Linked DNA regions of Mus musculus: all the other regions are linked to region 2. The links are chromatin contacts, called in public ChIA-PET, HiChIP or PLAC-seq and promoter capture Hi-C maps. All regions are on one chromosome and are shown on one strand. The core of a region is the stretch at or near the end of the contact, and the rest is flanking DNA. Distances in the headings are between cores, read along the strand shown. Region 1 has its middle 92 kb from the start of Gm33892. Region 2 holds the start of E030030I06Rik (RIKEN cDNA E030030I06 gene). Region 3 has its middle 80 kb from the start of Aldh8a1. Region 4 has its middle 34 kb from the start of Aldh8a1. Region 5 holds the start of Aldh8a1 (aldehyde dehydrogenase 8 family, member A1). Region 6 holds the start of 1700020N01Rik (RIKEN cDNA 1700020N01 gene). Region 7 holds the start of 4930455C13Rik (RIKEN cDNA 4930455C13 gene).

Region 1 (3,617 bases), core at 1,018-3,517, 670 kb after region 2:
AGCAAGCATTGTTTTCCTCATTTCGCTTGTAATGAAATTGAAACCAGGGAAGTTAGTTCCTACAATTAGTATTTACTAGCTGTAAATCTAAACAGCATACTTTATATAGAAAAAAGTCTCAACTCCAGGAGGTCTATTCAACCTCATTCTGGAACCCTTAAAATAATCATGAAATATCTGTCCTAAAAATAACTGAAGAGTGTCATTATTGGAACCAATGATCAATGTTTTCTCTTTAACAAGAGTAATGTAGTTAAACATACATTATTGACTATGCTTACTCAAGAAGGAGAAATTGTCCAAGATCAGTAATTCTACATTTGGCATATCATCAAAATTCTCTGGAGAACACTTAAAAAATATTCCCTGGGCCTTATTCCAAGCTCACTGAGTCAGAGCCTCTGTGAACGTCAGAGATCTCTTTATGTACAACCTCTCAAGGCAGTTTCAAATCTCATCCAGTTACGGAACAAAAAAGCAACGTGACCATTTGAATTTCCAAATTCAGTAGGATGCTTTGCTTCATTCCATCCTAATATACACTGCTGGGCAGGATGCAGCATAGACATTATATCTCCCTTGGATATGGGCACAAACCATTTCAATGGGGGAAGGACATTCAAAGAATCCTCAGTCATCCTCCGTGGTGATTTGAATATTCTTGGCCCATGGAAAGTGGCACTAGTAGGAGCTGTGGCCTTGTTGGAGGAAGAGTGTCTCTGTAGATGGGCTTTGCGGTCTTATGCTCAGGCTCTGCCTAATGTGGAAGAAACCTTCCTCTTGGCTGCCATCAGAGCAAGTTGTAGAACTCTCAGCTCCTCCAGTATCATGCCTGCCTAGACTCAGTCATGCTTCCCACCATGATGATAATGGACTGAAACTCTAAACCCATAAGCCAGCCCCAATTAAATGTCTTCCTTTATAAGAGTTGCCTTGGTCATGGTGTCTCTTCACAGCAATAAAACCCAATTTAAGACATCGTCTTAAGCAAAATAAAACAGGTTTGTACACAGAGCACAAAGGGGGTACATACTGTATCCTCTCTCAAGACTCTAGGCCATTGTGGAAGAGGAGGTGAAGAGTGTAATAGACAAAAGTGGAGGATGGCTACCAGAAAATATACAGCAGGTAGTTGCACATATGAAGTCACAGATATTGTGACCGCATGCACAAGACCTGTGCAAGTGCAAGCCAGACCAAGTTTCAGCATGGAGAGGGAAGTGAAGCACACAATCCCAGCCCTAGCTGTGGAGCAAATGGCAGTAGTTAGCAGCTGGGAGAGGAAGAGACAGTTTTCTCCGAGAGTGAATCCTCCTGATGATTGAAAATGTCCCCCATGCAATGCCAGGAATATTTGGGCAGCTCAAATTGGTCCTGAAGGTTGTTTTTGTTTTTGTGTTTTGTTTTGTTTTGTTTTGTTTTGTTTTGTTTTAAGAATATGAAGTTAGGTGGGAAGAGAATTGGGGTGGATCTAAGAAAAGCTGGGTGATGAGAAAGATTAAAATTCACGTTGTACCAACTCTCGATTCTCAGAGAACTAATAAAAATAAGAGAATGCAAACATCCCTGCTGGTCCTCCTTCTCTCCTCACCTCACTTGGAAAGCACTAGTTGGACAGCATTATTAGCTGAGTCGAATCCTTGAAAATCCATGTGCTGTACAAGAACTCATAGTGGCTACAAGCACAAGACCACAAGACTTGTACAAGAACAATCCGGCATGGATAAGGGGAAGGCTTGTCAAGCCCCACTCTTTCTCAGAAATTCTAAGCCATTGATGGATGCTGAGAGACGGGGAGTACTAAATAGACTCCATGGGGAGAGGGGCATGAAATCATGAATGAAATGTTGCAGGGGTAATGGGAGAAATTGGGGGAGGAGAGAAGGAGGACAGATTTGATCCAAACGTATTATATGTGTGTATGAATATTAAATAACTTTAAAGAAAGAAAATCAGTATACTAATCCTTATCCCCCATGTATCTCAGAATGTGGTCATGGGAATCAGCCTTTGCACATTAAAAGATGAGATCCTGTGGGAGTAGCGTGCGCCCATAACCAAGCATGGTGGATGTATTTAAAGGAGAAAGAAACTTTGACACAGACCTCCACATGAAAACAAGTCCGGAGTGGAAGACACTCCTCTGAGTCAGGAGTTACAAGGATAACCACAAATTATCAGAAGCCAGGCAGCAGCTGTGGTACAGACCTTCCTCACAAGTCTCTCCACACAATGAGATAGTAACTACATTTCTGTTGTTTAAGCTGTGCAGTGTGTGGTTTATCACACCACGCTTAGAAGCTAACACAGGAAGTACTTGGGTGGTTAGAATCCTCGTTACCATCTGAAGCAAAGGATGAAAACATAAAAAAATTTCATCACTACCAAATTTTTAAAAACAACTGGGGAGCACACTGAGAAATTACAAGCATCTCTATAGTCAATGGACTCAGACAGCTAGTGCTCAGGTCAGACTTGTGGTTTAAGCTCTGAGGAAAACATACCAGAAGAAAGAAAGGAAAGGAGAGAGTGTAGGAGGGAGTGAGGGACGGAGGGGGATAGGAAGGGGAAGGGGAAATAGAAATCAAGCAGGAAATGATATATATTACCATTAATCTTTTTCTTCCTAATATTTACTCTCTATATACTAGAAATGCATGCACACTCCTAGTGTGATGCCCTGGTATCCCTGGGCTTCCAGGATTGTGGCCTTCCTCCTTTCCTCCTGCTGTCTACTCAACCATGAAGAAGCAGCCATATCTTGGTTACATAGCTGATGTCAGATGATGAAGACGTTCCCAAAAGAACTTCACCTCAACATACAGTTTTATGAACACCATGCTTGTTGAATTAAAAATATTTCAGAGCATGAAGGGTTCCTGAGACATGTGTCATGTCCTCCCTTAGACACATATAGGTCACAGCCTTAGCCTCATGTCCACAAGTCTGGTTGGCAAGTACTTTGGGATTATTTACCCTCAAATAATACTCTTACTTTCCAAATTGTAATAAAAAACGTTTGTAAAGCCACCATTTCGTGCATATTTTAATTATTCACATTATATAATCTGTTTTGGGTTTACATCCTTGACTTTTATGAAGCAAGGATCAGATGTGTGACCATTAAAATCATCTAAGAGTGTAAACAGATTGTGTCAACGTGACTAATGCTCAACCAATTTTGTAACATTTCCGAATGTTTTGGAATATTTGATAACTTAATCCACCAAAGATCCATATATATTTTCTTTCATTTTGTTGTTTCATGCTGTGTTTTAAAGGCAGTCAACAGGAACTCTTCACTACAGGAATCTACAGAATTGACGATTTGGTCTCAAGTGGAGGCACAGAGGGGAGGTTGTATAAACCTTGGAACTTGGCTTCAAGTCTGACGTCACAACCATGACAAGACTTCAGTCCAGAACACTGCACTTGTACACAGTATGCTTCCTTGTGCAAGAACAATTCAACAGAACAGTCGATAACAGAACAATCTACAGAAACAATTTGGAATTATGCCACAGATTGAACATGCCATCTACCAAACAAAGCAAGCCTCCCCGTGGAGGAACGCAGGCCATTTGTATATGAGGACAGTTAAATCAAACATAATTACA
Region 2 (3,637 bases), core at 348-2,847:
TGCTTCACGCCCCAAGTTTACTTTCCTTATTTAAAGCCTTGCAGTTCAAATGCACACCCTGGGCAGGAGCAGCACGGGGCTCCGCGGCGCATTCGTCCTGTGGACGTGGGCGTTATCTGTGCGGGCGCATCTGCCTTTGCGCACACGAGCGGGTCGCGGTCCCCAGGCCTCCCCTCGCTGAGCTGGTGGGGACCCTTTGGCAAGGCTTCCGGAGAAGCTCGTGAAGGATTTCATTCAGTGCTAAGACAGAGAGCTGAGACAGAAAGCAGAAGGAGGCGGCTGCAGCCTTTGTAGTCGCGGAGGAGTGCAGAAAGGTTGAAGCACTATGTCAAACTTTTTTGAAATGGGGTCAAGTCACATTTAGCCAGCGTGGTAAAGCAACAACAACAACAACAAAAGTGGAGGAGGAGAGGGGGCTAGGGACCGCCGCTCCGGTCTGGGTGTGCGTGTGCTGCCCCCTCCGGGAGCCTGGGCTGGACAGGGGCGCCAAGGCCATTGCTCCCGCTACCTATGTGGCCCTCGACCCCCGGGAGAGGCCTGGAGGGTCCTTTATGCAGCTTTTTAGGAAAGCTTTCAAAGGAGCCTGGGGTGTCCCTGCCTTGTCCAGGTGGTGCTATGCTCGCACCCAGTGGGGGTCGCGCCATGTGTTCTTTAATTCCAGGCGGAAGAGCGAGCGGGGGAGGAGGGGTGCGGGGCAGGTAAACGCATGGGGACCTTTCCGGATACGCGGCTGTAGTGGAACAAGGTCCAGACCAGACTAAGGCCGCGGTGGGACGGGAAGGCTCACTCGGTCTTCCCTAAACAACAGAACGGGGATGGGACGCCCGACCGCGCCTGGGACCTAGCCTCCAGCCTTTGGAGAACAGAGCGACTGTCTTGGCTACCAACATTCAGCCGCCAAGGATACCGGGCGGGGGTTCTGAAGTCGCGATACAAGGGAGACCTAACCCTTCTCACACCCGGGAGACCTACGTTTACTGCCCCCACCCCCACCGTCGTAAGGGCGGTTGCTTTTGCACGGGTTGAAAACTTAAGGACCAGTCCCGGTTAGCTAGCAAAGTCCCGAAGTTACTTTTCAGGACAGGACAAGCAAAAGTGTGACGGACCTGCCTTTCCCATACCCTTGCGATCTTTGTGTGTGTGTGTGTGTGTGTGTGTGTGTGCACGCGCGCGCGCGGGAAAGGGAGCAGGACACTTCTCCCCTTCCAGGGCCCCTTGCTCTCCCACCTCTAGTAGCCCCAGCCCTCCCCTACCAGATGGTCTGTCCTCCCTGAGTTTCCACAAGGGAGGTCCTCGGCGATTCGGAGGCAGAATTTCGTCTCCCGCTAAGCTTGCCATACCCCAAAGACCGTTTGTGAGAGCGAGTCTCTTTCAAATGTCTCCCTGTAGAAAAACTGAAAGTAGAAAGGAAGCAATCTCCGAGCAGATGTCTGACCACCCCTACTCGCATACTCGCAGCATTGGGTTACAGGGTCCTAGGAGCCCCAACCCCGCTCTGCGACCCCACATGGGTGAACCCCCGGTGCTTTCACGCCAGTTCCGAACTCCCCCAGGTCGCCCCGTACTCCGCGCGACGAGTCAGGGAGGGCAGCTGAGAACAACGATATAGGTATAAATATTGAGCCGTGACACTGATGCGCCCGGCGCCCCCCTCCCCCGCACTCCGGGCACACTCTGGGCTGCTCCGCACGCCCCCTCTTGTCCCGCTGCGTCCCGCTCGGCGCTCATCCCCAAGGGGCCCCAGCAACCTCTTCCTTTCAAAGACAGCACGAGCCGTGCTGGGGAAGAAAAGTAACTTGGTTTTTCTCCGAGAAACCTGGCCGGATTAGGCAGCCAGGGCGAGTAGAGGGGAGAATGAGGGGAGCTGGTGGAACCCGATGGAAGTCTCCCGGGCAGTCTGATCACACTTTCTCCTTGTCCTCCGGTCTCCTCCTCCTAGGTGCAGAGATTGTGGGCAGACTACGTAATCGCTGCGGAGGGGGAAGAGGAGGGATCTCCGGCGGCGGCGGCAGGGCGCGGAGACTCAGCTGGGCGGAGTTTCGCGGCTGCGCCCGGCTTGCGCCCGCGGGCGAGAAGGTCGGTCCGTCTAGCCCGGGGGCCCCCGAGGCGTGTAAGTCAGAGAGTACGCACCCCGGTTCCTCTGTGCCGCACCGACAGCCTGCAGCCAGCAAGGAGAAGGACAGCCTGGGTGGCGCCGATCAGAGTACGAGTGCTTGGCAGAGATCGGCGAAGGCCCCCGACCTGAAGAATGGCGGCCGCTTCCTGATTCCGAAGCGCCAGCGAGTACAGACCAGTGAGGAGGACTTGCGGCTCTCCACCGTCCGTGAGGTGGCGGTGCTGAGGCACCTGGAGACCTTAGAGCAACCCTACGTGGTCAGGTGAGCCTGGAGCCCTGGCTATGGGGTCCGGGAATGTGCTGGGCAAGGGGCGGCTGGTTGCCCAACTAAAGTTAAGAGTTGAGTTTCCTCAGATAAAACCGGTGACCCTGCTAGACAGGCAGAAAAAGAGACCTGCGGTGGCTCCCCTCCCCCTCCCACACCGCTCTGCGTGCCCCAAGGGGTCTGGGGGCTTTGGGTGTCTTTTAGGGACAAAACCAGACAACCCCAAGCCCTCTAGGACTCAGTCTACAGAATCTTCCTGGGCTGGGTGTTAGTTTTGTTTTTTGGTTTTTTTTTTTTTTCTGTTTGTTTGTCTTTTGGTTTTTTGGGGTTTTTTTTTTTTTTTTTGGTTTTTTGTTTGTTTGTTTGTTTGTTGTTGTTTTTCGAGACAGGGTTTCTCTGTGTATCCCTGGCTGTCCTGGAACTTACTCTGTAGACCAGGCTGGCCTAGAATTCAGAAATCCGCCTGCCTCTGCCTACCAAGTGCTGGGATTAAAGGCGTGCGCCACCACGCCCGGCTCCAATATAGTTAGACTTATAAGTACATTTTTACTTTTTTTTACTACATTTTAATTTTAATTACTACATAAATAAGTAAAAAGCCAATGTAAATAAAGGCCCCCATTGTGCCTATGCTTTAGTTGGGTGGCAAGGGTACATGGGGTGCAACAGCAAAAGATAATGAGACGAGGGAGAATGAGTCTTCTAGAAAGTCAGGTTTTACTAAAAGTGGATTACCATCTGTGTGTCTGTCTGTCTGTCTGTCTGTGTCTTGCACTTCAGAGAGGTCTGTGATCCTGAAAGTTGCTTGCTGGCTTTGAGTCACTCACTACCCTAGAGGATCACTACAGCTGTAGCAAAGGATGAATTTCAACATTAGAATTTAGTATCAAATTTCGTTTGTCTGTTACCTGTGGGGTGTCCAGATAAAAGGTAACAGTCATGTATGTAAATACAAAGTAGCATTCTTCCAAACAAACACCCTTGTATAACCAATCATTGAGTGCAGGTCAATACAAGTCCCTCTAACAGAAGAGTTTTGGCTAGCTGGCTCACCCTGTTCTCCTGTTTTATCCTCTTGTGTCTGGTGTGTCTCTAGATGGTTTTTAGTTGATCCCACAGTAGGAATTTGAATTGTGAATTCAGGAGCATCTGCTTATATGCAAAAAGAAGATGCGCTTTCTAAATTTATTTTACCTCGTTTGACACCTGCCTACTTAGAGTTGTGAGGATAAAGCAAGAGCATAGGTGAAAATCCT
Region 3 (3,630 bases), core at 245-2,744, 690 kb after region 2:
TTTCTATTCTGGAGTCACAATAGAAGCCTTCTTTTTATCATATATCATATACCTGAAAAGCTAATTAGGATACTCCTCAAGGGCATCCTCTGGATTCTTCATCTCTCTCTCCAAGTATCACTTGTTTTTGTTTGTTTGTTTCTTTTATTTGTTTGTTTGTTTTGGGATTTTTTTGTTTTTGTTTTTTTGTTTTTTTTTCCTGTTTTGTTTTTTGAGACAGGGTTTCTCTGTGTAGCCCTGGCTGTCCTGGAACTCACTCTATAGACCAGGCTGGCCTGAAACTCAGAAGTCTGCCTGCCTCTGCCTCCCAAGTGCTGGGACTAAAGGCGTTCACCACCCATGGATTATCCTGATCATTCCTCTCTTCTAAACTATGAAAAGAAATGTTTGTATTGCAGGATCTAGAAACAGAAACAGTTGTCAGAAACCCAAAGAAGGCACTGAAAGGATCCCAGGACTGCAGAATGCTGCTGTGGTTGCCACCCAGATGGCCTGCCGAACCACAGGTGCTACCCAGGTACCCCGCAGAACCGATGGGCACTTCATATCACCCACTCACATCCAACTTTTATCTCGCCCTAATTCAGAGGACATTTTTTCCCCTCATATTAACCAGTCATGAAATCAAAGCTGCCCCCCATTACATTGTGTTTTTAGTATGTGTCTGTGTGTGTTCATGTTATGGGGTGTGGGGTGCAAGTGTCTGTGTGTCTAGAGGCCACAGTTGAGGTCAGATTTGTTAACCCTGAGAATCATGAGGAGAAAGACCAAACTCACAATCATTGATTGATGGATGGATGGATGGATGGATGGATGGATGGATGGATTGATTGCAAGCTTTATTTAATACTGACCAGGACGGTCGGCCATACCCAGGATTCCCAGAAAACGATGCTGAATCAGATTAGCCAGGCTAACCTAAAGGCAAAGCTCACAAGGTTACATACTTCCTGTCTGTGTCTGATCGAGGCAAGCATACATCCTGAGGTACTTTCTGCCTCCCACCTCCATGAGATCAAGCACAGCCTGTGTGGGTGGGACAACCAACCTTGTTTACTGAAGTGAAAACATGTGGCTTGCTATGTTACACGAACAGCCCTCAGCATTCCAGAAAGAGACCTGTCCTCGGATACGTGGAGCTTACAGGTTAGAGACATTTTTTATACTTCTCTTAAGCACAGTAATTTAAACTTAAAACACAACTTTAGCCCTCACACCGTCTTTCTCAATTGCTTGACATCTTATTCATTTGAATACCATGTGGCCTCATTACAGAATTCGGAGCTCACGGGCTCTGCTGCACAGGCTGGCCCGAAGGCCTCAGAGATCCTTCCATCCCCACTGCACATGCTGGGATTTCGTGCACATACTACCAAGCCCAGTTTCTTAAGCATGGAGTCTGGAGAATGAACCCAGATTTTCCTCCCTGCTCTGAAACACTCTGCTGACTGTTTATGTGATTCCCCAGCCACACAGCTTCCCCGCTTTTAAACCCAAGTGGAGAGTTTAATGCTGACTCATGACTAGATGGATCAGGAGAGAAGAGCAGCCTGTTCTGCATTCATTTCAACCCCACAAATCTTTTCTAGGTACACGAAAGAAATTCAAAGGCCCAGCTATGAGTTCAGACACACTGAGTTATTTCACAAGAGAAAAACAGAAAAAGGTCATATAATTAGCAGAAAGAAGTTAGGCCCTAAAGGTAGACAAAGCAAGGCTGACAATAGCTTTGGGAGCCTGGGGCTATTTTCCTATCTGATCTCCTGGATGGAAAAGAGGTTAATTAAATGCTACAGTTTGGGGCATTTGTGTGGAAACAGGGGGACAAGCACATCCCAGATGGTAACGTGAGCTGTGTGGTATGTGGGTCACTGTTTTTCAAGAGTGAGCCTGTCTCCAGGCGCAAGAGGTCTAACCTGAGACATTTGGTACCTGGGGATCTTAGCTGAATTTTCCAAATTAAAAAGCAGGTTTGAAAGCCAGGCTTGTCAGGAACCAACTGTCCCCCTGTAACAGCAGGGACACCAGTGAACACACAGCCACAAAAGTGAGAACGTGATTGCCAGTATTTTTAGACAATTGTTCTTTATGTTGCATAAACGTTGTTTAAATAATTCATGCCTACATAATCAAGATCCCACACAGCAACTACAGTAGATTTTATCTGTACATACCAAGGAGGCTTAAAATATTACTGTGTTCAGAGCTGCCTCTCGTTATCCCCCTCCAATTTGTCATAGCCTTAAAATTGCAGAACAAAATTCTTCTTTAAAAAAAAAATCAACAGAGGAAAATGGAACACAGATTTAAAATAATAAGAAACAAATATTCCTAAAATTTAGAATAATGCCCCTCCCCCCTTTTTCTGGAAACACAGCAGAACCAGCTAGTTTCAAAAACGCTGAGCTGAATTTAAATTTATAATATTAATGATTTTTATTAAATGTTGTGGGATTTAATGAGAATGCAAAGCACATGAGAGGCATTTGAGCTGGCTGCTGTCAGAGTGGGTGACTGTAACGTATACCAGCCTCTCGAGAGATGAAGGCTTTCTCAAATACACCAGCGGTGCCAGAGATGTGTAATACAACGATAATGAGTTTCTATTGTCTTCTGACACCTCATTGTCTTTTATCAAGGGCATTTTGTATAAGAAATCGTTAAGGCTTGACACTCTCTAGCTGTAATAATAGAATGACCTACTTAGTAAGTTGAAAAGCAGGCAGGAGTTGTGGGGACAAGAGAGAGGCCACTTTTCCCAGGTGTTCCATAATGATATCAACTAAGACATCAATCTCCCTGACAAAAATGGATAACAGTTATCTCTTCCTTGGGGGCATGAAGGCATCAACTTCTACACCATTAATTATTAAATCCATTGGCCTTAAGAATGAAAGCAAATTAAAATTTATGCTTTTAGCATATGTGTTTCATTTTCATTGATTTTTTTATATAGTTGCCACAAATGTAGGTAAAAATAAAATTACCCTGTAGATGGAAAAATAGAACCTAGAGAATTTAATGGATGTTAAGAGGAACAGGCACACTAGAAAGCAAAAATATTCAATAAAAAGAATACAAACATGACATATTTAAAAAATAGTTTCGCACGGGCAGTAACTTGAGAAAGGCCGACTGAACCTTGTATCTTGTGTTTTCTCTTCCTATGGGAAGTTTCGTTTGTTGTCCAAAGGACTTAGGAACTCAGGACCCTTCGGCTCTGGAGGAGGCTTTGTCTGGGTGGAACCCTGAAGGAATGGCGCTGGAGGAGGCTTTGGCAGGGGTTTGTAGTACAGAAGACAAAAGCAGACGATGGGAGTTGGAAAATATTTGGAAAACGCAAATACAACAGCATGTGTTAACTCTTGGCTGATTGGTGGATCAGCCGGCTTTCACTAGGAGGTGGCCACAGTACGGACTCTGCAGCCTGCTCTAGTTCCAGACCTTTTATTCCAATGCCATTGTTATAAGAAACAGGGACCATTATGGCCTGAGATGTTGGCACATTTATCGTGTCAAATAAAACAATTTCATCTGTAACTTAAAAGAATCAGACAAATACACTTCTTTCTGAGATAGAGACACCAAAATGAACAAAGCAGAAACAGCGGAAAGCAAATAAATACCCCA
Region 4 (3,434 bases), core at 732-3,231, 740 kb after region 2:
CACACCAGCCCCACTCTTCCAAATTCCCACAGCCTCTTGGGGTGCACTTCTTGCAAACCCATGCGTTGCAGCCGTACTTTTCTCTCTGGAACCCGGTTGAGCTGCCGCTTGAAGGAAAACACCACACAAACGTAGTTCAGACTCAACAGGTAACTCAATTGCTGGGCTCAACAACTAGCATCCTAAGCATGTAAGCCATATTAAATATAAATCCTCCGGTGGCAAATCCTGGTGGATTCACCATCTAAACTGGGTGCCACTTGTAGCTACATCTTGTCCTCCCCATTGTTCCCGTCCAAAAGCCCGTATCTCTCTCCTGCCTCTTCTCTTCCTTTCTCCCACCTGGAAGTCCTGCCTACTCGCCCAGTGATTGTTTCTTTATTCGTTAGAAGGATCATATGAAGTCCTGAGTATGTGATTCACTCCTCATCACAGGCAGCCCCTCTTGGGGAATCTGAATTAGCATCAAAATACAAACAGCACAAGGGCTACCCATAACACTCCCCCTTTCTGTCCAATTAAAAGACTCTTTTACCTCAGCCATAAATTGAGCACAACTATCACCATTCTGTAATGTATAAAGTACAAAATACACCGAACACCCAGTCCATCAATTTTGTCAATTAAATAGAACACTGTTGTCTATCCTAACTTAAAATAGGCTTATAAAGCCATGTTATAATCTGGTTTAGCCTGTATACTACCTGAAAACCATCTTCTCAAATATATTTTCTCAATGTTAATTGCCTAGGTTGGCTATGAGAATATAACTAGTCTTTCAACCCTGTCAGAAATCTGAGAGTGGCCCACATTATCTGAAAATATAGGAAGCCTAACACTGCTTCCAGAACTGAGACAAGTTGTAGAGGCAGCTGCCTACGTATACAGCCCCAGTAAGACAGGAAGTTGGAGAATCAGGACCCCTCTGAAGGGTTTAATCTAAGCAGCAGACAGAACCACAGGGTCTTGCAATGAGATCTGTTTTAACCTGTTGTTTGCACCTCAAGTTAGTATATTACCACTTAGGGTAGGAGCAGAAGGTTGTCTTCTCAAGCTTAAACTTTGCCATTATTTTTCTTGATCAAATTTTATACCCGACAAAGGCTATTTGTGTCCAGTGACACTGAGCTGGAAGTGCCAGCTGCTACACCAGAGTCATGGGTGTGTCTAAGCCCCACCCCACCTCAGCTACAAAACCTTAATGGTGTAACTAGTGGCAGATTAGAGCGGTCCGGGCCCATTTCCATTCTGTAGGCGGCATGAATGGCTATTCCCTGTCTCCTTCTGGTGTTTACCCTTTAGCCACGTGGCCTGCAGCCTGAACAATGTGGTAGTCTCCACCTAGCAAGTCAGCCACCCAAAACTGAGTGGTCCAAGTTTGTCATCCTTCCAGCAGTGATTCCTTTCATGGCTATAACACTCTCTGGTTTTACCACAAGCCTTCTCAGGATAACTTGGTCCCTGTGAAGTGAGTCACAGGGTTAGAATGACTCTCCTCCAAACAGGAAGGGGTTTGGGGGAGGCTGGGGACTCGTCCAACAGTGCACAGAAGAACTGGAGAATAACAGTTTCCAGGTCACTGTACTGGGTGCCCACCTGGCCTTTTCTTCTCATGACCATAAAGACCCATGCTTCCTATATTGATAATGGTTGACTCTGGCCACTCTGGATTTTAAACTTTTACTGAAGTAAAATATATTTGATACAAAACTTACCATCTTAAGTACACAGTTCTGTAACATTCATGTTGTATGACTATTGCAGCATTTTCCCAAAACACTGTCCTCATGCCCACTAAGACGCTGTTTCTCATAACACTATCTCCTCTCCTCTTCCTCCTTCCCTGCCTCATATTCTCCCTTCTCCTCTTCTTCTACCCACTCTAGGGATCCCCACTTCTATCTCCATGAACTGAGTGCTCTGCAAATTTCAGATACAACCCTGTGTTTTTGCACCTAGACCTTGGCGTTCTTTCAAGGCTTGCTGTGCTGTAGTGTGTGTCTGGACTCCAGTCCTGTTTACCAGGCTTAATAGGAAGTGCCCCCATTGTATCCGTAAAACTATTCTGCTCAGACATTTGCACTACACTCCTAACTCCCTCCGGGAGTCACCGCTTATACTGTCGTTTAAGGAACTGGCTCTCCTCTTTTCATAAAGTCTGGCAGCTTCTCTTCGCTGGAGTGAAAAACAATATGACAACAGAATAAAAATGAGACAGGATTTTTCAAACGCACACATGTGCACACATGGCTTGCCTGGGTCAAGTTGAGCAATAGTTTTGGCTACACTGGGATATTCTGTGTCTGATTCTTTCCCAAACCTGGTTTCCTAGCTTTCTCATGACCATGAGACTTTGGTGGTGTGACCATGAGACAATATTAGAATTGGAAACCCAAGAGTTCTATCATCCATCAAAGCTAAAGAGATGCCCTCTTTTATGACATCCATTTTTTTTTATGGATATGATGTTTTTCCTTTATAGAATGTGTGCTATGACAAGAGAGGGATGAAGCCGAACCTTTGAACCACCGCCAGGTCTGCTTCGGCTCCACCCATTGCATGCTGCCACCCGCATCCTTCTCCTCCTCTATTCTGCTCAGACATTTGTGCCGTGGGAGTGCAGGTGGAGACCATCTCTCCTGGAGACCTGCGCATCTTTCTGAAGCATAGCCAGAGGTGCACTACATGGGGATACTTGAAGATGGAAAGAACTTTGACTCCTCTCGGGACAGAAGCAACCTTTTAAGTTTACACTAGGTAAGCAGGAGGTGATCTGAAGTGGAAGAAGGGGTAGCCAGATGAGTGTGGGTCAGAAAGCCAAACGGATAGTGTCCTCAGACTATGACAATGAAGCCACCGGGCCCCCAGGCATCATCCTACCACATGCCATTCTTGGTTTTGATGTGGAGCTTCTAAAACTGGAATGACCGAAGTAGCCTCCTCCCTTAGCTCTGCATGCGGATCTGCCATGGAGGAATCTGGTACCTCCAGATGGGTGCACATGAATCTGTTGGGAGCTTTGCCTGACGTCACCACCCTTTATAGACACCTACCCGACTGAATGTGTTCTGTCACTTAAGCTTTGCTTAAGATACCTCCATGTCCTCTTCCCCCTTCTGTATGTGTGTTGTCCTAACCTATATGCCATAAACCTCAAGTTACTTTATTTGGGAGTGAAGACTCAGTTTCTGTCTTTCAGATCTAAGTTTCCAATGAAGTATATTGTCGTGTTAACAGCACAAGTGATGGGTTAATTTTAGAATATGAATTGGTGTTCTGGGGGGGGGTTTGCAAGAATTTTTATTTTATTTTAATTTTTTGGATGAAAATGTTATCTATTATATATTAAGACATTCTGTTACTGCGCTGCAAAGCCATAGCAGATTCAAGATGCTGTTGAGGGCTGGATTTTTCTCCCGTGAGGGAGGTCCTGT
Region 5 (3,886 bases), core at 163-2,662, 770 kb after region 2:
TCTCAGTTTGCACTGCATGCAAGCAAGCGCGCTCGAGCAAGCACGCACACACACACACACACACACACTCACACAGGCCCAAAATTCGGCACATATCTTGTAAAATCAACAAAGACACAGCTTTTGTGGAACCCAAAATATTTGCAAACTGGATTGCTGAGAAAATAAAACATACATATTACTGGAAAAGCAAAAGCAAATATGTTTTATTCTATTTCCTGAAGAAGTGCCAGCCGGTACCACACTCCACCTGCATCTCCTCACTTTGGAAACACCAGGAGATGGAGAAGAGAAGCCTTGGTCTCATGCAGTTTGGGTCATTGGAAGCAAGCAAAATTGCTGGTTACAATGTAACTAACAAGTTACCCAATATTCTTAAACTTTAGTACAGAGTCTAAAGTTGTTTTTTTCCTCTAGAAGACAGATTTAAAATTTACCAGTGAAGAAAAAAAGTTGAATTTTTGAAGAAAAAACTTGGCATATAAGATATATTTATATAGGAAGATTGGAATTATATTATAATCGAGTTGTTTGTGCCTTGAAAAGAATAAACAATGGGCGGTTTGCATTTGGTAACCACACACACATCAGTCACTCAGCACACCAAACATTTTTTATTCTCAGTGCAATAATTCATAACATTAAATATATCTCAAGCATTTTACAAAATTCCCCAAGTGACTTAATTCTTCATAACTAGAAAAGAAAGAAAAAGGAAAGAGAAAGGGACATGAACCCTCATTTTTTAAGTTGTTAAGTTTAATGAAATGACATGAGAGTTTAATTTTCAGCTTCATTACTCAAATAACTGGCTTTATTAGACTGGGTATTCTCAGAGATATGAGGAACTATCAGATGATGGTCTAAAATAAAGTACTGGGCTTTTGTTTTGTTCCCAATTTAAGTTTTCAAGATTTATTTTTATAAACCCATGGAGCCAGTGGGCACTTTGTAGAGAGAAGGATGCATTTCATATCGTAAGAGTTCTCTATAACTATTACAATCTGTCTGAGAATTACAAACATTAAAACCACTGTTCCCACAGCTAACAACTTTCTCTTGAACATAGTAAACTCAGAGCCATTCCAGCTCAGACCAGTCCATTCATATGATAAACTACCTTATAAAATGCTACATTTTCCTTCATCCTCTCCCCTTTAGTTTTAGAAAATGGTTGTCTACAATTTGTCAACACAGTAAATACGTTTTAGTTTCCCAAGTGAATAGACTTACCTCTTCTTTCCCACTGTTTGGAACTTTGCAATAAACTTCCCCTGTTGATGGATCGTAAGAATCTATATATGAGTTACAGGGTAAAAACTTCCCACCTATAAAGTTCTCCAACATCAAAAGTTCCCTTTTTCCAGCCATGTTAGGAAAGTGCCCTCTGTGTACAGCAGCCCTCTGTGACTGCCCTCAGGACTTTGGACACCCTCATCTCACCCCCAGGCCCAGTGTCCTCATTTGCATATCCGAACCTGGGAGGAGGAGACCCGCTGCGCTTCAGAACTTTCCTGATTCCAAACTCGGATGGTTCTTGAAGGCAACTCATGGTCCATTCTGAGAAATGGGCACTGCATTAAACTAACATCAAGTTACATATGTACAATGTCTTCAGATTGTCCTTTCATATCAACTGTGTGTGTGTGTGTGTGTGTGTGTGTGTGTGAGATGATTTTATCGGCACTGCACCATAAGTGCCCACTGTTTAAACACGAAGTGCAAAGCATAAAGAAAATTGGCTCCACAGAATATTGTCCCATGCAGCAATCCTTACTTCCTCCTTTCTAGGGAAGGCATTGAGCCTCTGGAAGGTTACACAATGTGGCCAAGGTCACACATGAACACTCAAGTACTGACAGGAAATGAGAAGAAACTTTAGCTACATTTACACCTAACAGCCTGTGAGTCCATCTCAGGAGGATGCATCCATGTCCCTGTAGGGACTGGCCACAGGAGCAAGGGAGCCGTCTTCACTACCCGGCAATGCCGTGGTTTGAACGCTCAGAATTCGGGCACGTTTAACCCTCCAGTGGCAGTGTTTAAGTGGGCACTCCTGGAGTTAAGGTGCTGCTCACGGCCTCGGTGGTGCCTTCGAAACAGGCTATGGGTCATTTGTGCCTTCTGCCGCAGGAGCACAGCTGCCCTGCCTGGTGAGGAAGTGGCAGAGGCAGGGGATATTTACCATACACAATCTCCTCACACCAACATCATGGGCTTCCCAGTCTCCAGAACAACAAGAATTCAGGTTCTCTCAAGTGATCGATTTTCAGTTATTCTGTCACAGCTGAACAGACCAGCACATGGCCTCTGAGAGGACAGGACACACCACCGTTCACTCTGCTGAGGCTCCATGGATAACCAAACTCTCTTGTGCATCATAGCGCTTGTTTTGTATTTTGCAAGTAACCCTCTGAAGGTCTTGTTCCTTCTGTTCTCCATGTTGCTATCTCCCCATCCTTCCTGTACTTCACGTCTCCACCTACTGACGGCTGTCTGTCGTCTTTGGCGTCCCATTTTCACCACAGTGCATTTGGTGAGAATTTGTTCTTAACCGTGACTGGAAGAGGCTGCTTTTCTACCACTGGCTTTGTCTTTCACCAGTTGTGGAAATGTTTTGGCTGCTGTATTGCTGTGTTTCCATTCTCTGTATTTCTACCTTGTAGAATGTTTAAAATGTAAAGAGAGCATCTTCAATTTCTTACTGACCATGAATCTCCTCCCTCCCTGTCTCTGTCTTTCCCTCCCTCCCTCTCTCCCTCCCTCCTGGCCAGCTTCTTCCCCCTCCTCCTTTGACTCTGAGCTACACTCTCCAAATCTTGCCTCTACTCTCTGTCCGTCCCCCAGCCCCACAACAGGGCTCCTATGGAGCTGACTCCTCCAATGGCAGCACCTGCCCTGAACTCTGTTTCCTCGGCCTGCCAGCCAACACGCCATTCCCTAAGGTCCCTGCAGGCCAAAAGGCAGAATTCACCCTCTCACACTGGCCAGCAGGCTACCACTGCTTCCGGCTAGAAACAGAACAGAACTACGGGGGCTGCCTCCCACTCCCTCTGTCCCTTACGGCCCTATGAAACTTCTGTGCTTGTTCCTTTGAGCTTTTCTTTAAGATTGGAATTTCATCTCCTTCTGCTTTCCAAGAAAAAACAAATGGGGAAAACAGGAACCCATCTGCCAGAGCACACAACCACCTCATGGCAGAGCAGGCCCCTCGCCCCTCCACCTAAGCCCACCAAAGAAAAAACACACCTGAAGCCAAAGGTTTTCAGGGTTTGTTTAAATGCTTAGAAGTTCTCCTAACAGGAACACCTGTAACAATGTTTGTGCTTTTCAACCCACAATTTTCTCTCTTCTTTATTTAAATGTTTGTTTTTCTCCCTAGCATTCATGTGTTACCAAAAAATTATTCAACTCACTTTACATTTCCTTTAAGGTTCAAAAGTCATCTAATCTACGTCCACAGGTCAAATCAACTATGCTGATTACCATCCTTCAGTCCTTAATTGACAACCAGTTTCCTTTTATAGACAAACTGTTACTGCCTATCCTGGATGCATAATTAACATGATATTTTCTCCCTCCGCCATCCAAAGCAGACTTAAAGGATGCCTTCCGGGACTAAATTCCTCAAACACCGGTGCTTTTCTAGGATCATAACAGTCTCCCACAGCCCCCTGCAGACAGGTGTGTGGCATCATAGGCAATACCCCAGGCTCCTGGTTCTTGTCTGGACTCCACCCCACAGTTACCTGGCAGCCAGGTATGCTCCTCCCCACAGTTACCTGGCAACAGCCAGCGTGGCCCAGCTTACTATAAAAGGAGCTGCTTGCCCCCTCCTCGTTCTTTTACCTCTTACTCTCTTGCTCTTACTCTTTCTCCCCTGTTC
Region 6 (3,650 bases), core at 607-3,106, 560 kb after region 2:
CACTGTGTATGCACATAACTCAAGCAGGACATCTCTCCTCAGCAGACAACTAAGGTAGAGTTCAACTTCTGATCACTGGCTTCAACAGGAAGTTATTACTACTAGTAACTATTTGTGATTCATGAGATGTCAAACAAAGCATGCATTTTCCAAACTCTAACTCTCTCTCTCTCTTCCACCGTGAAATCTCTGGTATTAAATGGGCTTGAAAGAGTCGACTCAAAAGGTTACTAGAAGTCCTATACTTATGAGGTATTTAGTCAATGTGCATTTTCACATGGTAAGCTCATTGAAAGCATCTTCTCTAGAGTTTCCGACATTTGTCAAGTATTTAAGGCATTACTGCTATGTGAAATCTGATATAAGTGAAGTGACCACTGAAGTATTTTCCAGTCACGCAACTGAAAGTTCGCCATATGGCCTTTCTTGTGTTGAGTGAGGTAGGATATATTGATGGAGGTTTTCATCTACTGCACATAAGGCTTTTCTCTGCTGTGAGTTTCCTTGTGTTATAAAAATGAGATGATTCCCCAAATTTATCACTTACACACATTTCTATGGTGTGGCCATTTCTCATATTTAACAATGGATGTTTTAGAGATTAAACTTTTACTAGAACTTTTCCATACCTGAGACCTTACCCCCACTGTGAAGTTAGAGGAGCCTAGCAGGTATGTATTTGAATTAGAAAGTTCTCCTACATCCATCATACTTAGAAGATTGTGATCCTTTGTGAAATCTCAGGTATAAAAGCTTGGAAGTATGCTAAATAATACACACACACACACACACACTCACTCACTAACACACACACAGAGGCTCTTTTTTGCTGTGAAACTGCTCATGCTGAACAAATTCATTTTTTGTGACTGAAAATTATTCCACATCTGTCCAGTGTATGGGCAAGTACGGGGCTCACTGAGCCCTTCTGTAACTTCTCTGATACTTGGGACTACAGCTCTCCACAAATGAAGACCAGCCTTTTCCCCTTTCAAAGATTATCTTATGACTCTACTGCAAATTTAACAAGAGTCTCCTAAATATTAGACATTCCACATGGCTACTATGCAGTGGGTTCTCCAGGCTGGATAACTGGTTAAATTTTTTATTTGATGCCTAACACTCTTACAGAGCTAAGCTTCAGGGTGTGAAGCATTTGTTGAAGATGCTCTGCTCACATCCTTCATCCTCCACATCAACCTCGGGAGCGAGCTTAGATTACCTACGCCATCATGCTTTGGTTAACAGGGAGTCCCTATTGGCATCTGTACTGGCTGGGTTTGTGTCAACTTGACACAGCTGGAGTTATCACAGAGAAAGTATTGAAGGGTAAGCTGAATAAACCCTTTCCTCCCCAACTGCTTCTTGGTCATGATGTTTGTGCAGGAATAGAAACCCTGACTAAGACAGCATCTATCGCTGGGGTACCTGGGAAGGATTTGGAAATCGGAAGTCCCAGGGACAGCACAAGCAAGAAATTCTCCAGCATCACGTTGTGGTACAGGAGCTTCTGAGTGTCATCGAGGAGACCCCACTCCTCTGCAGTGAAACGCAGGCACACGTCCTCCAGGCTCACACAGCTCTCGCCTTGGTTCCCACGGGCCTCCGCCATAGGATCAGCGCATACACTGGGGCCTAGCTGCTCAATGGGTTCTCAACCTCAGCCGCTCTGTGGAAGAGACGAGAGAAGAGGGCACACTGGGTATCCACGACACTACATCTCAGGACGACACACTGATCACCACCGAGGGACGCGGAGGACTCACCTGGGAGGTCACCTCCGTGGGGTCACACGGCCACACGCTGCAGAAGCCACCCCACCGACAGACCTCGGGCCCTACTTCCAGAACGCAGCCAAAGCCCTTGCTTTAACGAACTTTCTGTGGTGATGTCACCGAAAATTCCGCCCTGGAAGTCCCGCCCCTCCCCTGCCGCAGTGTGTTGTAAACCCCGGAGTATCAGCCATGTTTGCATGAGGCTTTAGGGAAAGCCGACTGCAGACATTACAAAGCCCAGAGAAGTCTCAGCTTCAAGTCCAGTCATGTCCATACTAGTTGTTGGTTATCTGAGAGGGTTGATACGTATAATCATACTAATTTTGGAAGCAATATTTCATACACTGCGATATCAGAAACTATCCACTTTTTAGAAAACGCCGATTGCCTTGGCTAGACCCTTGGCTAGGATATTGTTCATTAATATGAAGTGCTTTCTATTTTTATTTCGTACTCTCATTGATTCTATAAGTGAATGGGACTAAGTGTGATATTTCCATACGTACCCGGGCATTTTAAAACTCTTGCATTATTCTACTTACTATAGGTATCTGTTATGCTTATGAAAATTACATTTGGGGAGATTTATTACTTCTAAGCAAGGTCTTACTCGGTAACACAAACCAACCGCCAGCTCATTGCAATCCTCCTGGCTCTGCCTCCTAAGTACAGATTAATGGTGTGAGCCAATCACACCAGCCTGGGAAGGATTTTTAAAGTGATAATTAGTTACCTGATACTGCTAATTGGTCGACACCAATTTGGTCGGTCTAATTTTTCTCATTTTAGGCGTTATTTTAGTTGAATGTCTCGAATAATGGGTCTCATTGGCGTTTTCATACATGTATATGTTGTGATATATTTTAAACATATCCCTGAATTACTATCTTTTGTCCCTGTCATAGTGTCCTCTTGCTGTGAAGAGACACCATGACTACAGAAACTCTTACAAGAGAAAGTGTTTAATTAGAGCTTGCTTACAGTTTCAGAGTTTAGACCATCGTTTTCATGGCAAACCTGGTGCTGGAGAAGTAGCTGAGAGCTCTGCATCCTGGTTGGTGGGCAACAGGAAGAGCGAGACTATTAGACTGGCTTAGACTTTTTAAACCCCAAAGCCCAGGCCTAGTGACACACTTCCTCCAACAAGGCCCCACCTACTTCAACAAGGCCCGCCTCCTAATCCCTGCCAAGTACCACCATCCCCTGAAGACCAAGCGTTCAAATATACAAGCCTGTGGGGACTATTCATAACCAAATACCACAGTTCCCTACAACTGCGGTCTCTTCTCAAATTGTCTCACTTCCACTTCCATGTATTATTATTATTATTATTATTATTATTATTATTATTATTATTATTATTATACCTAGATTCTGCATGTGAGAGTAAATGTAGCTTTGTCTTTCTGTTTTGGCTTATATGTCTTTAGATGATGATTTCCAGTTTCAACCGTTTTCCTACAAATGGAATAATTTTGATCTTTTTAATGGCTGAGTAAAACTCTGTTGTATTCAAACTCTACCATCAGTGTATTGAGGACCAAGGCGTCAGTGAAGTCATGTGATTCGGTACGGACAAGCACTGCCAGAAACACCTCATTTTTATTACTGGTTTTGTTTGTTTGTTTGTTTTGTTGGTTTGTTTGTTTGGCCACACTCACACATGACCCCATATGAACCCACAGTTGAAGCTGGGCTCTGCTGTTTCACTAGTTTCTTTGTGTATTTTGTCAGTGCCACATTATCTGTTCCCTTTTTGTTCCTATAGCTCTGCACTATAATGTGAAATTGTGTTACTTGGGCCATTCACTATCCTTTGTGTTTCTATTTGAATTTTAGCATATTTTTCTTTTTCTGTAAAAAATGACATTGGAT
Region 7 (3,658 bases), core at 866-3,365, 810 kb after region 2:
TTGCCGAGGCAGTCAGGAAAGTGGTTTCCTTAGTCAAGCCATTTGAGCTTGTCTAAGTGATGTCTAATCCTGGTTACTGTTCTTAATAGCTAATGCCCAGAGGCCACTTTAGAAAACTTAGGAAGGAGTCAAGACGCAGCTCCTCCCTCAAGTGTTTGACCCACTGCAGTCTTGACTCAGCCTTGTCTATGTCTGAACCTTTCGTATCCTTCCGCAAGGATACAAAAATGCTACCCGGCTATTAGTATCTGTTCTTCAACATAGATTTGCAAATATTTAACATTTCAAATATATTTAAAGAACATAGCAGTTTTAAAAATGCCATTCTACAATATATTGTGGAGTGAGCTAAAATCTTGTAATATGTACTCCGAAGCTGTCGACAGAACAGTCTAAATTATACCATGGTGAGAAAGGCAAAGCTAGTGGCCACAATAGCACCACAGTAAGTAGATAGTATAGCTGGAAAACTAAAAAAGAAAAAAACTGGTCATTTTAGGAGCAAGTGCAATTAGCTCACTTGCAGCTCAACCCACATAATTAAGTAAATTTTACTAAGCCCTTCCCCTTAAATTACACTCTTCTCAGTCTACTAATCTACAGGATCAGGTTACACAAAGGAAATAAAAGCTGTATACTTTGATAGTCTGTTTGTTAGACCGGTGGGAATTACTTGGGCTTCACTGTTTCTCAGTGAATTGACAGGTTAAGCTTTTGTGTAAGGGTAGGAAGCAGGGTCATAATAATATACAGAGAAAAAGCTATATAAGGGAGAAATACCATGAGGATACAAACACCCAGCTATGAGAAGCACTAGACTCATGCAACCTGGGTTAGCGAACTGCCTTACACATAATGGAGACAGGGACTGCAGGAAAATGAACTCATGCAGAGAAAAGTCTGCAAACGCACATATACTCTCTAATCATAATCAGATTAAAGACTTGAGAGATGTTTCGACCGTTAACTTAGGATTCTGACACCCTGTGCGTGTTGGTCATTATTTTAACTTAGTTGTTCTGTATCTTACATAGACAGAGTTTGCTTCTCCGCGTCTGATAGCCTTAAATGTGATATACGTCTATGCTTTAAATTACCTCAGAAGAGGTAACTGGCCAGAGATACGCGAGTATCTTCATCCTTCTGCTAGAATCCACCTAAACTAGCACTAAGCCCCGAGAGACACTGAAAGAATAACTGACAAGATAGATTCAATTGTTTCTTTCTGGACTGTGAGTGTGTGTCTCATGAGAATGGAATTGTGAGCCTGTAGTCTGGACCTGCTGGGCAGTTCCTTTAAAACCTGGTGCAAGACTGAGTCAGATCCGACTTTAACAACCGGATATGCCGAGGGAGCAACAACTGCCAACTCCACTGGCTCACAGCAAGACCCACTCAGGGAGCCTCACCGTCCAGCACTGCTGTCTGCCGGTGCTCCTCCTTGTTGGGTTTGGGATAAATATTCTCTTAACCTTCTTCTCACAGAATAAAGTATGACAAACAAAAGGAATTCTGAACGTCTCGCTGATGCATTTATGTGTTACACATTCAACTTCCAGTGCCCACTTATTTTAAAGACTAAAAGCGTTGAAACATAGCGGCTACCTTTCCCTTTCTTCTCCAGTTTCATCCAAGACCCACGCATATGCAAATGAAGCCTTGCCAGCCTTTTTAGATTCTTGCTCATACTTATGCATAGTTCTTTTGTTTACATTACCCAGAAGATAAAGCATATGGCCCATCAGAGTACTTTTCCCAGCATCAACATGACCTAAGGAAAATTGATTCAGGGTTAATACTAGGTACATTTCAGATGCTCACATTGAGGCATTGCAACACTAATTCAACAGCGTGCGTCAGTATTTAGTATAACAAACACCAATTTCTATCAAGGTTAAAACACCTAAATGGGGGAGGGGGTGAGGACTGCACACACAGTTTTAGAGAGGGCAAAGTTTCCCTTTTTTGGGGGGGGAGATGCATCCCATTTTCAAAATGTTCACTACATAAAACTGCCACAAGCTAAGTCCGATGATGCCCTCCTTGGTAACGCGGCCCCATTGCACCCTGGGTGACCAGAATGCATTATGATGCAATGCCTCTTTGCTTTATTTAAGCCTACACTGCTCCAAGAGGCTGGGCGCCTCCTGCCGCGGTCCTGCTAACCCGGCGGGCAGAACAAGGGCATACCAATGACCACTAAGTTGAGGAGCTGCTTCCCGCCCTGCCGCTTTTCCAATTCCGCTTTCACGTCTATCTGCTGCCTCAGCTTGCCAGACTTTCTCACTGGTGTCGGAGTGGAGCCCAGCTCTTCTGATGTTTGAAGGGAAGGAGGTGGGAGGGCAGATTTTGGAGTGCCGGTCTCAGGAATGTTAGGAGAAGCTACGCTCACATCATCACCAGGAGGCCCTTTGTGAGGAGCGCGCACACTGAGTCCATTTTCCTCAGAAGTTAAGCTGCAGAAAGATGAGAAAAACTGTGAGAAAGTCATTTCAGACACTGCCCAACTGAGTCAGGGGGCAGGGGTATCTCTTGGCAACCCCTGATATTCTGGGTCTCAGGTCTGTCAAGCTGGAAAAGAGAAGTGACCAGAGCCAATCCACACAAACGAACACTGGGAACCCTAGGTGTCTACTAAACATGAAGACTCCGCCCTGGCAGACAGCAGGCAGCAACGCTGCTGCATCCTAAGAGGTAAACACAGCTTTAAACTTTCAAATGTCTCTAAGATCTAAAAATGCCCATTCTGGGCCCAGGCCTACACCCACTGCTAGAACGGCAAGAATAAATTGGTAACAATGTTTCAGACACTTTGTCATATAATTTTATGATCTTAATTAACTTGATTTCTTATTTCTAAACGACCTTTCCAAAAGTGGAACCATCTGTTTATAAATCTAAAGGAGTAATCTCCTTGACTTGGACACTAAGACTTACCAGACTGTGTACTGACTATCTGTCCTGCACTTGATGTCTCAATCAGTTCTACTTACATGTCTAGAGGTAGAGTTACAATTCTCAGTATTAGTAAAGCAGACTGTGCTCTAAGCAATGAGTTACCTCTTACACATGTACATGGAGAGAAATGAATTGCCAGCGTGTATTTTACATTCTCTCATCCAAGTTCTAGCTTAGTTTAGCTTCCACAGTCAGTCAGAATCAGGAATGTGTATTTGTGATGTTATGGCCAGGACTGGGTGTATATGCAATGGTATAGCCAAAAATGAATTTTTGGATCAAATGGGCTTTCAAGAAAACTCAACACATTATAAATGTGATTTCTTGAACTCTTGGTAGCTTTTGTTTTCACATGTGTGTGTAGGTCGAAGAACAGCTAAAGGGTGTTGGTGGTTCTCTTCTTCCACCAGGTGGTTACTGGGAATCACAGGCAGCAAGGCTTCTAGCAAACACGGCTACCGTCTCCCTGGGCCATCCGCATGGTCATTGTTTAGGGTCTATCATTCTGAGAAAGCATGGCTGTTATATGCTTTTCTGTTATATATGTCTGGACTCTTTCTGAGACAGAATGTAGTGAGTCACTGGCTGACCTGACACTCAGGACATAGTCAGCCTAGAACGCATGGTGACCTGCCTGCCTCAGCCTCTAGAGCACTGGTGTGGCGGGGGTGTGCCTGCTAGGTCTGCCCTTCATACTTGA

What was found. Promoter capture Hi-C pulls out the DNA fragments that hold promoters and counts their contacts. ChIA-PET counts read pairs in DNA pulled down with a chosen protein or histone mark. HiChIP or PLAC-seq counts read pairs in DNA pulled down with a chosen protein or histone mark. Capture Hi-C pulls out chosen DNA fragments and counts their contacts.
Region 1: an RNA polymerase II ChIA-PET map of memory CD8 T cells shows a contact between it and region 2, with 15 read pairs. The contact joins the enhancer-like site here to the promoter of E030030I06Rik in region 2. A contact is called at or near these places in 9 of 115 datasets of contacts at active chromatin or transcription factors (bone marrow-derived dendritic cells, bone marrow-derived macrophages, embryonic forebrain and 6 more) and 3 of 9 other capture datasets (adipose tissue, embryonic tail and liver).
Region 3: a contact with region 2 is called in a promoter capture Hi-C map of embryonic stem cells, with 9 times the contacts expected there. The contact joins the enhancer-like site here to the promoter of E030030I06Rik in region 2. A contact is called at or near these places in 1 of 39 promoter capture datasets (embryonic stem cells), 10 of 115 datasets of contacts at active chromatin or transcription factors (astrocytes, bone marrow-derived dendritic cells, bone marrow-derived macrophages and 6 more) and 2 of 9 other capture datasets (adipose tissue and liver).
Region 4: a FOXA1 HiChIP or PLAC-seq map of pancreatic cancer cells shows a contact between it and region 2. The contact joins the enhancer-like site here to the promoter of E030030I06Rik in region 2. A contact is called at or near these places in 1 of 39 promoter capture datasets (embryonic stem cells), 6 of 115 datasets of contacts at active chromatin or transcription factors (bone marrow-derived dendritic cells, embryonic stem cells, kidney and 2 more) and 1 of 9 other capture datasets (liver).
Region 5: a contact with region 2 is called in a promoter capture Hi-C map of embryonic stem cells, with 9 times the contacts expected there. The contact joins the promoter of Aldh8a1 here to the promoter of E030030I06Rik in region 2. A contact is called at or near these places in 5 of 39 promoter capture datasets (the SN4741 cell line, embryonic stem cells, hippocampal neurons and 2 more), 1 of 484 Hi-C or Micro-C datasets (cortical neurons), 10 of 115 datasets of contacts at active chromatin or transcription factors (astrocytes, bone marrow-derived dendritic cells, craniofacial prominence and 6 more) and 3 of 9 other capture datasets (adipose tissue, liver and pancreatic islet).
Region 6: a contact with region 2 is called in a promoter capture Hi-C map of adipose tissue, with 2.9 times the contacts expected there. The contact joins the promoter of 1700020N01Rik here to the promoter of E030030I06Rik in region 2. A contact is called at or near these places in 3 of 39 promoter capture datasets (liver, neutrophils and stem cell-derived epiblast-like cells), 1 of 115 datasets of contacts at active chromatin or transcription factors (bone marrow-derived macrophages) and 2 of 9 other capture datasets (adipose tissue and liver).
Region 7: a contact with region 2 is called in a promoter capture Hi-C map of embryonic stem cells, with 10 times the contacts expected there. The contact joins the promoter of 4930455C13Rik here to the promoter of E030030I06Rik in region 2. A contact is called at or near these places in 1 of 39 promoter capture datasets (embryonic stem cells), 3 of 115 datasets of contacts at active chromatin or transcription factors (astrocytes, craniofacial prominence and embryonic stem cells) and 1 of 9 other capture datasets (adipose tissue).

Annotation. Positions count from the first base shown.
Region 1 is chr10:21,478,246-21,481,862 of GRCm38.p6, reverse strand. No RefSeq gene overlaps it. Among named protein-coding and RNA genes, the nearest start is that of Gm33892, 92 kb to the left of the region's middle. Within about 2 kb of position 2,267, at least 46 of the 459 cell types and tissues checked have an H3K27ac peak or open chromatin away from gene starts, as enhancers often do. A contact at or near this core is called in memory CD8 T cells and pro-B cells, where this site is marked.
Region 2 is chr10:22,147,230-22,150,866 of GRCm38.p6, reverse strand. E030030I06Rik (RIKEN cDNA E030030I06 gene) reads left to right here and starts at 1,597. Exons shown (of 2, transcript NM_001254745.1): 1 at 1,597-2,378. The coding sequence starts at 1,855.
Region 3 is chr10:21,455,040-21,458,669 of GRCm38.p6, reverse strand. No RefSeq gene overlaps it. Among named protein-coding and RNA genes, the nearest start is that of Aldh8a1, 80 kb to the right of the region's middle. Within about 2 kb of position 1,494, at least 18 of the 459 cell types and tissues checked have an H3K27ac peak or open chromatin away from gene starts, as enhancers often do. A contact at or near this core is called in liver, where this site is marked.
Region 4 is chr10:21,409,753-21,413,186 of GRCm38.p6, reverse strand. It overlaps the pseudogene Fkbp1a-ps2. Among named protein-coding and RNA genes, the nearest start is that of Aldh8a1, 34 kb to the right of the region's middle. Within about 2 kb of position 1,981, at least 32 of the 459 cell types and tissues checked have an H3K27ac peak or open chromatin away from gene starts, as enhancers often do. A contact at or near this core is called in pancreatic cancer cells, where this site is marked.
Region 5 is chr10:21,374,826-21,378,711 of GRCm38.p6, reverse strand. It overlaps Aldh8a1 (aldehyde dehydrogenase 8 family, member A1), which reads right to left and starts at 1,412. Exons shown (of 7, transcript NM_178713.4): 1 at 1,234-1,412. The coding sequence starts at 1,371.
Region 6 is chr10:21,591,351-21,595,000 of GRCm38.p6, reverse strand. It overlaps 1700020N01Rik (RIKEN cDNA 1700020N01 gene), which reads right to left and starts at 1,856. Exons shown (of 3, transcript NR_027968.1): 1 at 1,767-1,856; 2 at 1,429-1,669.
Region 7 is chr10:21,340,512-21,344,169 of GRCm38.p6, reverse strand. 4930455C13Rik (RIKEN cDNA 4930455C13 gene) reads left to right here and starts at 2,115. Exons shown (of 4, transcript NR_045352.1): 1 at 2,115-2,694. Hbs1l (Hbs1-like (S. cerevisiae)) reads right to left here. Exons shown (of 18, transcript NM_019702.2): 6 at 2,191-2,456; 7 at 1,606-1,771.